Regions from separate parts of the Mus musculus genome. Here all the other regions are linked to region 3. The links are chromatin contacts, called in public HiCAR-type and Micro-C maps. All regions are on one chromosome and are shown on one strand. Each heading gives the region's core, a stretch centred on a gene start, on an enhancer-like site or on the middle of the called end of the contact. The rest is flanking DNA. Distances are from core to core; before and after follow the strand shown.

Region 1 (3,289 bases), core at 312-2,811, 1.6 Mb after region 3:
CGCTCTGAAGACCAGGCTGGCTTCGAACTCTGAGACATACTTGCCTCTGCCTCCCAAGTGCTGGAATTAAAGGCATGCACCACCAAGCCACCACTGCCCAGCGCAGATGGGATTTCTAAGAACCCCTGGGATGTTGTGACTCAGTTTCTACTTAGCTCTTCAGCTCCCAGGTGCTGTGTAGCTCTGCTCTTGAATCCTTTCCTTTCTTTCCTTAGGAGAGACAGCCACTGGTTTTTGGCAGCAGGGCAGCTCTGCAGTGACAACCAAGCACTCGCACAAGGGGCAACGGCAGGTGCCAACATCCCTGCTTGATCAGACAGTTTATGAGATGGCAGGAGAAGACAGACCTTATCTTCAGGTGCTGTGTGATTATGCTATTGCTCTGGCAGTGAGAGAGCAGAAGGCTGGCAAGAGCTGATGTCCCCATTGAGGGAGAGGAACCACAGTTCCTTCAGAGGCCAAAAGAAACCGCAGAGGCGAAACCCCCAAACCACACTCCAGTAGATACAGCCTCTGGGGCTCCAAACTCTTCAGAACCCGTCAGATGGGAGGGAAAGGCATGGCTATTTTCCAGCCAGAGGCCCAGGCTTGAAGAAATGAATGGCATCTCCATGCAAGACAGACAGCTGCCAAAAGTCCCTCTCCTAGTAGCACTGAGGTCTCAAGGAAGAGCCCACATGCCTGGGCAGAACCTTCCAGGCTCTGGTACAAAGGCTTCTGTCCCCCCTCCCCCTCCCCACCTTTATTCATTTTCCACTGATTTTTTTTTTCTTTCTGTGAGCCTATGACAAGAGGAAGAAACTAATCATAAAACCTGATCATAAAATTCCTTCCTACACTTGAAGACAGCTATTAAATATTCACTCAGCTGAGGTCTGCTTGCATCCTTTAAAACAAAAGGGGCTCCTGGCTCCCACCGTCCCCACCCCTGGGACCAGCGCCGACCATCCCGAAAGTTGCCACTGCCCCTGTGTTGAGGGCGAAGTTAGCGAATCCGGAGCTGCGAGTCTCAACTTGGGGGAGGGGGCGACGGGCAGGGCTGGGGAGGGGAGTGAGCGGCGAGAAGGAGGGACTAGAGGGAAGGACACTGCCCCCTGCTTCATCGAGGTCATCGCCAAAGCCGCCTAAGCGGCCGGTCGGGCTCGGGGCGGGAGGCCCGGGAGGGGCGGGCGAGGGCTCCGCAGCGGCGGCGGGGTGCCAGGCTCCGTACCTGGCGGGCCGGGCGCGCCTCGCAGGCCGGCGATCCGGGCGCCGAGGGTGTGAGCGCGCGCGCCCCTCCGTGCCCGCCCAGCCTCGCGCGCGTCTCGGGGGGAGAGGCTCTGGCGACAGGCGCCCCGGGAGCCCGCAGCTCGGTCCCGCCCGCCCCGAGGAGCTTTGTGCGGCCGCGGCGGCTCCGAGTCCCACCTGCTGGCGGCGGAGGGACGAGGAAGGAGAAGGCGAGGACGACGAAGAGGAGGAGGAGGTGGAGGAGGAGGAGCGGAGCGAGGCGGCGCCAGCCCTGAGCTCCCGCCGGCGCCCACCTCCGGGGGCTCGGCGGTCCTACACCGGCCTGCTCCGGTCCCCCGGCCTCGCGGCCACACCGCGCCACCGCGGCTGCAGAACCCCCCCCCCCCCCCAGCTCTGCCCGGTTACCGCGCGGCCCGACCGCCACAGCCACCGCCACCGCCACCCCCGGGGAGCTCGGGAGACTTGGAGGCGAGCAGCGGGGCGCGCGGCGTCGCCTCAATGTATCGGGGAGTCGCCTCGGCGCCCCAGCCCCGCTGAGCAGCCTCGGGCGTGTTGCTACCGGCCGGAGGGCGTGAGCCAGGAGGCGCGGCGAGCCCCAGAGCCGGCGACCAGCGAGTGAGCGAGCCAGCGAGTACGCCCCGGAGCAAGCTCAGGGAGCAGACACCATGCCGGGCTGGAAGAAGAACATCCCCATCTGCTTACAAGCGGAGGAGCAGGAGAGAGGTGAGCCTGGCGGTCGAGCCTGGGGGGCCGGGCCGGGCGCCCTCGGTGCCTCCCTGTCCCCCAGCTCCCCGAGACCTGTCCTCCGGCCGGCAAGGGAGGGGCGCCGTGCCCTCCGGGGACCGCGCTCCAGGCCAGGTGGCACCTTGCGAAATCCGAGAGGGGGTTTGGGGATCTGGAGGGGGGAAAAGCCGAGGGGGCAAGGGAACAGTGCTGCGGCAAGCAACTTTTCGCCCGGGGAAAGATTCTGTTTTTTCTTACCGAGGACCTAGAGGGAACTCCAGCTTCTCCTGGGCCCGCTGCGCACGTGGAGCCCCGGCTCCTCTCTGTGCGGTGGGCTCTCCTGGTGCTGGGGGTGGGGGAGAATCTTGCAATGCTTTAAGTGACTTTTCAAACTTTCCTCCTCCTGCCGCGGCCGCCTTGACGATGTCCCCGCCTCTGGCTGGGCTACGATGGTGCTGCCAAACCCAAAGTTGCAGGAGATTCTTAAAGGGGGAGTAGAAGGGGGAAGAGTGTGGGGGGCGGGTAGGGGGCGCTGCCTTGGGTCGCTGGAAGGGGGGAGGGGAGAGAGGACTGACTGTCCCCTGGCTGGTAGTGACTGCCTAAAAGATGAGTTATGCCCAGCGCAGTCCCGGCTTTCTAGTTAATACCGCAGGACTGCGGACTTTTCATAATTACTGTCTGTTTTCTTCGGAAGACACGGCTCTCCGTGCCAGGTGGCTCTGCAGCCCCTTTGTGCTTCAGCCTGCCAAGTGTGCTGGGCACGTTGTTTTGAAGTGACTCGCGGAGAGGAAAAGTTGAAGGCCTTTTGCACTCTAAACGCTTGGTTCTGTTGTCATCTTACGGTGTTTGGGTTGTGCAGTGGTTGGCCGTAACCTGGATATCATGTACGGAGTACACCAAAATTTCCTACCAAGGCCCCATGGGGCTGTGGGGTGCGCAGCATCCAGAGGGATTCCCTGGCTGTCAAGGTCCACCAGGGTTTATATACTCCTGCTGCTTCAACTACAGCCTGCTTTGGCTTGTTCAAGGAACCTGCTTGAGAATTGAATGGCTTTCAGGCTGCAGGGTCTTCATGACTAACAGTTGGTGCTGGAGGTTAAATGGTGCTTCGTGGGTAGGCTGTGATGGAAGCAGGAAGCCAATCTGGTGTGTAGAAGGGACAGCGCTATTTCCCCCCTGCCCCCCCCACCCCAAAAGAATTTGATTCTGCAGCGTGGGGGAGCTGGTATGGACGGTGGCTGGTGTTACTCGTCATGCTAAAAGTTTCAGGTTTTGGAAAAAAATGCTTACAGCCAAGAAACCAATGTACAGTTTCCAGTTTTTCTCTAGGTGGCACAGC
Region 2 (3,266 bases), core at 466-2,965, 1.4 Mb after region 3:
CAAGCTTCAAAGTGCTCCCGACAAACACGCCACTCTCTCCCCACATCATCCTCAGGGGAAACTTTTTTAAAAATGGAAATGTAAGACTCAGAAACTCCATAGGTAGGTAGGTATACATACATATATATCAAATTCTTGGTGGTTTGGAGTCAGAGAAACGACCCTGTATGTAGTTCACTGCGCACTTATGACTTTACCTAGGAACAAAGGCATTATTTTCCCCGGAGTTCCCCTTTCACCAGTGGGAAAATTGCTTCAGATAGGATTTGGACAAACCTTCAGGTGTTAAGAGTTCACAGAACAAAAACCAAGCTCCTAGACTAATTTTAACCAAAGATTACTTGTTCTTTAGTCTAAATGCACACAAAACTGTACTATGGCCCAAGGCATTACAGAGGAAAACTTAGGTATCAAAAAAATAGCCTTTTTTCTTTTGACAGAGGGCTTATTTGTGAAGGATTAGGCGTGGTGTGTGTGTTAACAATCAGTGTAGCATGAAAAAAACAGACGAGGCGACTGTGTGAAAATATAACACCTTCGATATGCACGGGACTAAGAACCAATGGTCCAGGTCTTGCAGAACACAACTCTATGATTAAGCTTCATGGCTCACCAGCCTCTCTTTTCAAGATTGGTTTGCTTGGCAATCCAGCCCTCTGGCCATGACTCTGTATAGGGATGTGAGACCGAAACCCCAAGATCCTGCGTGGCTTTCACTCGGCCGGAGAAAAGTGACAGGGATGCTGGCGGGAAAACCCTGCAGGCCAAGTTTCCCCCCCACCAAGCCGGGCTCCCCTCCCCCTTCTGGCCACCTTCGCCAAAGAGAAGGATCCAAAGAGAAAGTATACAATCCAATCAGCGAAGGCCTCGGAGAAAGTTGATCGTGGCACCCATTTCCCATCCGCGGGAAAAAGCCAGGCGGCGGCTGAGTGGCTGGAGAGCGGCAGCTTGTCCCCCAGCGCCGGGATGGCCTGGCGCCTCGGGAGGGCCGGGGACTAGGCCCGGCCACCCGCCCGCCCGGGAAAAACTCCTTCCCTCCCGCGCAGCCCGTGCCTTCGGGCCCGGGCGCTACCTGGGACGCGTCCCTGGGGGTGGACAAAGGATGCGCCAGGGACGCCGGGACGCGGACCAGCCCCGGGCGGCCAGAGCGGACAACGGCCTAGCGGGGAGATGGGGGAGGGGGTGGCTGGAGACCCGCCGGACCGAGGGGTGGGGCAGGGCCTGTCGCGAGGCCCGGGCGGCGGCCGCCCTCCACCTCTCCCCCACCCCGAGGTGGGGCGAGGGTCGGATTTCAGCCTCACCTGAAGTCCTTGTCGCTGGATGTCATTTTCTCCAGCAAGTTGGAGATGTGGTACGAAGCGCTCGCCATGTTGCCGGCCTCGATCCCGCCTGCTGGCTCAGTGGCTGCTGGGCCCCGCGGCCGGGGCTCCTCCTCTCCTTGGCGGCGGCGCCCGCTTCCAGGGTCGCACCGCGACGCGGACTGGGGAAGGCGCTCCGACGCGACGTCCAGTCCCCGGCCAGACGGGGATGGGGAGGGGAATGGCTGCCCCGGGGGGGAGGTAGGGGAGGCCGAGAGTGAGTGACGGGGACGGCCTAACGACGGCGCTGCTCGCGGGGCGCCGAGCTCATGGGCGGCGGGACGGACGGCTTGGGCCTCGCCGGGAAGCCAGACACTTGCGTTCGGGCCGCCTCGCTCCCACTCCCTCCGCACTCGCTCCCTAGGGCAAGAGGCCAAAGCCCGCCTCCTTCGCTAGGAGGGCGGGGGCGGCCGACGCAGGGCGCTGCGGGGAGGCGGGGTCGGAGGTCACCGGGGCTGCCCGGCGCACTCTGCGCAGTCGCGGTTTACAGGGACGCTCCCGTTGGCCCGGCCGGCTGTCTGTCTTCGCACGGGCCGCCTTTCGGGCGGAATGGCAACGCCTCGAGGGGCTCTTCTCGCGAGACCTTAAAGCGACGGTTAAAGGACGGGCAGTGAGCGTCCAAGGCCGGAGTTCTGCAAACGCTCCTTGCTCCTCCCTGCGACATTAAGAAGGAAGGTCTATGCGTTTGAAAGCGCGTGGGGCTTGTGGGTGATGATGCTAAGAGCTGGCCTGGAGGCCAAGGGGTGCAATGGAAAAATGAGCTCTCTTTCCGAACGGTACGCGTGGCCGAAACTGTCCCCTAACAACCATGCTGTATGGTTGCCACGTGAGAACTACGACTCCCACAATTCAATTGGGGACACACGAAGGACGTGATTGGCTCTTTGAACCTGGAGTTTCTTTATTGGTTCCCGTGGTCGGAGAGAATGCTGGGATTTGCAGGCAGGCAACGCGGGTTATGCTAAATAAAATCTTTCCATCGGCGTGTGCTGTTTCTAAAGTGTCTGTTTCCCTGAAAACATCGCCCACTCCCACCCCCACCCCCGTCCTCATGTTGTTTTGGGCAAGCGCCTTGCAAAATTCAGTGTTTTGGTAGGGGCCTAGTCGAACCTTAGTACTAATCTTTGCTCCGCTAAAAGGCCTCAGGGCCACAGTTTGGACGTAATCCTTTTATTCATCCCGGAGCCACTTTTTTTCTGTTCCATTTAGGTCCTAGTAAGGATTCTCTCCCAATGCCAAACATGGATGGTGCACGCCTCTAATCCCTGATCAGTAGAGGCAAGTGTAGGAGAGCCTTGTGGGTCTCAAGTATAAAAGCTAGCTTGGTCTCTAAATCGAATCCTAGGCCAGTTAGGGGTATCTAGTGCAAACCTGTCGCAAATAGGGGAGGTGGTGGGGAAGTATCATTGCAGATTGTGCTCTGAGCCTACATCTTTCAATAGTCGGCTTCTGTGCACTTAGTTATGAAATCTAAGTTTTCCTATGTGCTCGGATACACCAACACAACCACCAGAGATCAGAGGTGACATGTACAACTGTTTGTTTACTCTCCAAGTTTCCCTAACCGTTCAGTATTTCACAAATAGCCCAAAGAAGAGTTGGAAGGATCAGAGATTTAGGTTTGGTTTGCTTTTCTGAGATAGAGTTTCTCTGGGTAACCCTGGCTGTTTTGGAACTCAATCTGTAGACCAGGCTGATCTCAAACTCAGATCCCCCTGCCTCTGCCCCCCTGCCCCTCTGACCCCCTGCCCCCCTTCCCCTCTGCCCCTCTGCCTCTGCCTGCAATATTAGGATTGAAGCTGTGTGCCACCACGCCTGGCTAATAATTTGTTTATTTTACGTGCATTGGTGTAATTCCTCCATGTGTATCTGTGTGTGGGTGTCAGATCCCTGGAGCTCCAGTTATAA
Region 3 (3,210 bases), core at 8-2,507:
CCAGCAAAGCAAACATTTCAACGAGACTCAATTGATTTTTAAAATATTGAAAAGTCCAGCCTGCATCGTAATGTCAACTTTCAACTTAGTAAAAAAAAAAAATGTGAGTTCCTATTACTGTAATAAAGAAGTGCTTGTATGCACACGAGTCGAGAGTCGCAGGGCCAAAATATCTTTCTAAAGCATTGGGGGGTGGGAGGGGGCAAGCGAAAGGAAAGCAATCCCATCTGCTCAAAACTCTTAAGCGAAGATGTTTCTTCCAAAGGCATCTTCTCCTCCCGCCCCCCTCCACCCCAAGGAAAATCCCGAGGGCCTAGTTCCCAAATTCACGGCGCTGATAAGTCAGTTTCAGAATCAGACACCTCGAGATGGCGAAAAGAAAAAAAAAAAAAAAAGGAGAAGAGGACAAACTTCCTGGATTTTTCTCTCTGCAAGAGAAAAAGAGATTTCCTCTTGCTGACGAAGGAAAGGCCCCTTTAACATTTTTTTTTTCCCTCTGCACGGTGGCGGCTGCCAGACTAGGTGGGGCTCGCTCCGCTGCCTTCCTCCTGCCACTTCCCGCAACAAATGAAGCAAGCCAGCCCCGATCCGGGCAAACTTTTTCCCTGTCAGGCTCGAGCCCGCGGGGCGCCGGGGAGTGGTCCCCCCGCCCCCCCTCGCGACGCTGCTCCGCCCGCCCGGCCCCGGGCTGGGAGAAGCCCGGGTGTCCGCAGAGGACAACTTTCTGGTTTCCGCTCTAACTTCCACCCACCGCCGAGGCGGGGAGCGGGGCGCGGCGGGGAAGGCTGCGGGGGCCTCGGGCAGGCGGGTGGGGGCTCCTCGGGCGCTCACTTCCTCCGCCATATTTCAGACATTTGACCCCTTCCGCAAAGCGCGCTGCTCCCCCGCCGCGGCCGCGGTTCCTCCCCGGCCGCCCCGAGGCGGCGCGCCCCGCCGAAGCGAGCGAGGGACTCGGGGGGCCCCCCGCCAGCCACCTGCCGCGCGCCCGGGCCACCCTCGCCGCCGCGGGGGCCATCGGGCTGCCCCGCCCGGTCCGCGCCGCACCCCACCTCTCCCCTCAGCCGGCGCCCGGCCCCCCGCCAGCCTCGCGGCCACGCACGCACCCCGCGCCCACCTCTCGCGCTGTCACCGGGTCGCCGCCGTCGCCCTCGCCGTCGCCGCGCGTTCCCTTCGGGTCGCTGCTCCCGGCGCCACGGCGGTCTCTGCCGCTGCCGCCGTCGCCGTCGCCGCCGCCGCCGCCGCTCGGGCTGCTTTCCACGCCTGACTCTGGGCGAGGTTTGGCGGTGTCGCCTTGACGTCAGGCGTTCAGCCTCGCTCTCGCTTCCGCCCGCGGGCGGGGCGCGCAGGAGCGCAGCCCGGGAAGGGGCGGGGCCGAGGCGGGCCCTGGCGGAGGGGGGCGGGGTCTCGTCGTGCTCGCCTCGCAGTGGGCCTCGCCCCGGCTCTCGGTCGCCGGCTCCGGCCGTGGCCCTTCTCCCCTGCCCTGCGTCTCGTTGCTGCGGTCGGCCTCGCCCCCCGCTGGCTGGGCTGTCCGACATAATCGGTGTCAGCCTCAGCGGAGCGCATCCGTTTCGACCCCAGCGGGTAACGGGGAGCTCAGGGGCTTGGAAACCTCTGACGCCTTCGCGGGGCCTCCGAGTGCACAGTCGCCAACGCCCCCAGACCGTCGGTGTTCGCGTGGTCCTTTGTGCTGGGGAAGTAACAGAGCAGCAGTTCCCACTCCCAGAGCGCGAGGGCAGCTTTTCATTTTTCAAATGGCCTTTCTTTAGGTTTGACAAGTATTTCAGCCTGTGGTGTGTTAAGCAGGGCCAGCTGTCCAAATTACCCTGCCAGACGCAGTTCGCGAATGGAGGATTCCAAAGCATGCTTATGGCCTGTGCCTAAGTGAACAGTTTATAGAATTAAAATAATTGGTTCATGGAAGAGCATGCCTGGGGCGCCTTCATGACTTTATAGATTACTCATAGATGTCAGTCTATGATGTGACTCCGAAAAGCTCTGTCCAAAAATGACTTGTTCCAAAGAGCACAAGAACTTACATCGATCTAGGTAATTAGAATATTTTCTCACCATCACCTTTAATATGAGAATCATGCTATCAGAGCTTTGTTTGGAAGACTTTGTTTCTGCTCTGATTACGCTCTCTTCATTGCGTGGTCCTGGCTGGCCTGACCTTGCTATGTTGACCAGCTTGGCTTTCATCTCAGATACACCTGCCTCTACGTATGGAGTGCTGGGGATTAAAGGCATGCGCCACCACTGCCAGCGAGGGAAAAGGTTTTGATGAACAAAACTTGAGAGGAAAGTACTGAAAGGAGTAGGCAATTTAGCTGGCCCTCCCTGTACAAATTATTCTGGAAATTTAACGAACCCTAGAAGAGAAATGGAGACGTGACCACTACGCTAACCTGAGTTAAGTGAGCGAGTAAGAAAGAATTATAGCTGGGTCTCAGGATGCCAGTCTGTAAGAGCACACCTCTTTCTTCTGCAGACTGAGCAGGAGGTGGCTCCTTGCAAATTCTAGGTTGCTGAGGCCACAGAGTAAGTTAAAGCCAACCTAAACGGTTTTGTGAGATTCTCAAGAAGTTAAAAAAAGGGGGGGGGCATAGCTTAATGATCCAGTACTTGTCTAGCAAGTGTCCGAGTGTAGTAGGTTCAACCTTTAGAACAACAAAAAAAGAAAAAACCCATAATTGACAGTTGTGTGTGCTTCTGCACGCTTGTGCCCTCGCCTGTGGGCACACAGAAGCCAGAGGTGAACAGGTTATTTTCTGTCGCTCTCCACTTAGTTGTTTTGAAACAGGGTCTCTCACTGAACCTCACCAATTAGGCTTGAGTGGCTGGCCACCAATCTCAAGGGAGTCTCCTGTCTCCATTCCCACCACTCTGGATTCTTATGTGACTGCAGGGGGACTGAACTGGAAACCCCGGTTCTCCTGCCTGGGTAACAAGCCCTTTGTCCTGCTGAGCCCTCCTCCTCCCTGACAAGTTTTTGATAGCAGCGTTTTCCAGCTGCTTCATGGTTTGTATTACTTAAGTATTACCTATTTCAATAATTGTTATTTTCTCAGAACAACATTTTAGTGGCGGTTTCAAAGGCAAGTTTTGGAACAATCTGTTGGTATTGTCAATTATTCATGAATAAATTGCAATTTCCATTTTGCTCTTACCAATTACATATATACTCTGTCTTCACGTATAGCAGAAAAGAGC

What was found. A called contact is a pair of places that touch in the nucleus more often than the background predicts. HiCAR-type assays count read pairs that join an accessible place to other places.
Region 1: a Micro-C map of embryonic stem cells shows a contact between it and region 3, with 7 times the contacts expected there. The contact joins the promoter of Grip1 here to the promoter of Rap1b in region 3. A contact is called at or near these places in 3 of 39 promoter capture datasets (hippocampal neurons, liver and pre-B cells) and 1 of 484 Hi-C or Micro-C datasets (embryonic stem cells).
Region 2: a contact with region 3 is called in a HiCAR-type map of astrocytes, with 5 times the contacts expected there. The contact joins the promoter of Cand1 here to the promoter of Rap1b in region 3. A contact is called at or near these places in 8 of 39 promoter capture datasets (the 3T3-L1 cell line, cranial neural crest, embryonic stem cells and 4 more), 3 of 484 Hi-C or Micro-C datasets (cranial neural crest, embryonic stem cells and pre-B cells) and 3 of 115 datasets of contacts at active chromatin or transcription factors (astrocytes, embryonic stem cells and pancreatic cancer cells).

What each region holds. Positions count from the first base shown.
Region 1 is chr10:119,452,473-119,455,761 of GRCm38.p6, forward strand. It overlaps Grip1 (glutamate receptor interacting protein 1), which reads left to right and starts at 1,562. Exons shown (of 23, transcript NM_001277292.1): 1 at 1,562-1,950. The coding sequence starts at 1,893.
Region 2 is chr10:119,238,340-119,241,605 of GRCm38.p6, forward strand. Cand1 (cullin associated and neddylation disassociated 1) reads right to left here and starts at 1,716. Exons shown (of 15, transcript NM_027994.1): 1 at 1,302-1,716. The coding sequence starts at 1,369.
Region 3 is chr10:117,844,717-117,847,926 of GRCm38.p6, forward strand. It overlaps Rap1b (RAS related protein 1b), which reads right to left and starts at 1,258. Exons shown (of 8, transcript NM_024457.2): 1 at 1,115-1,258.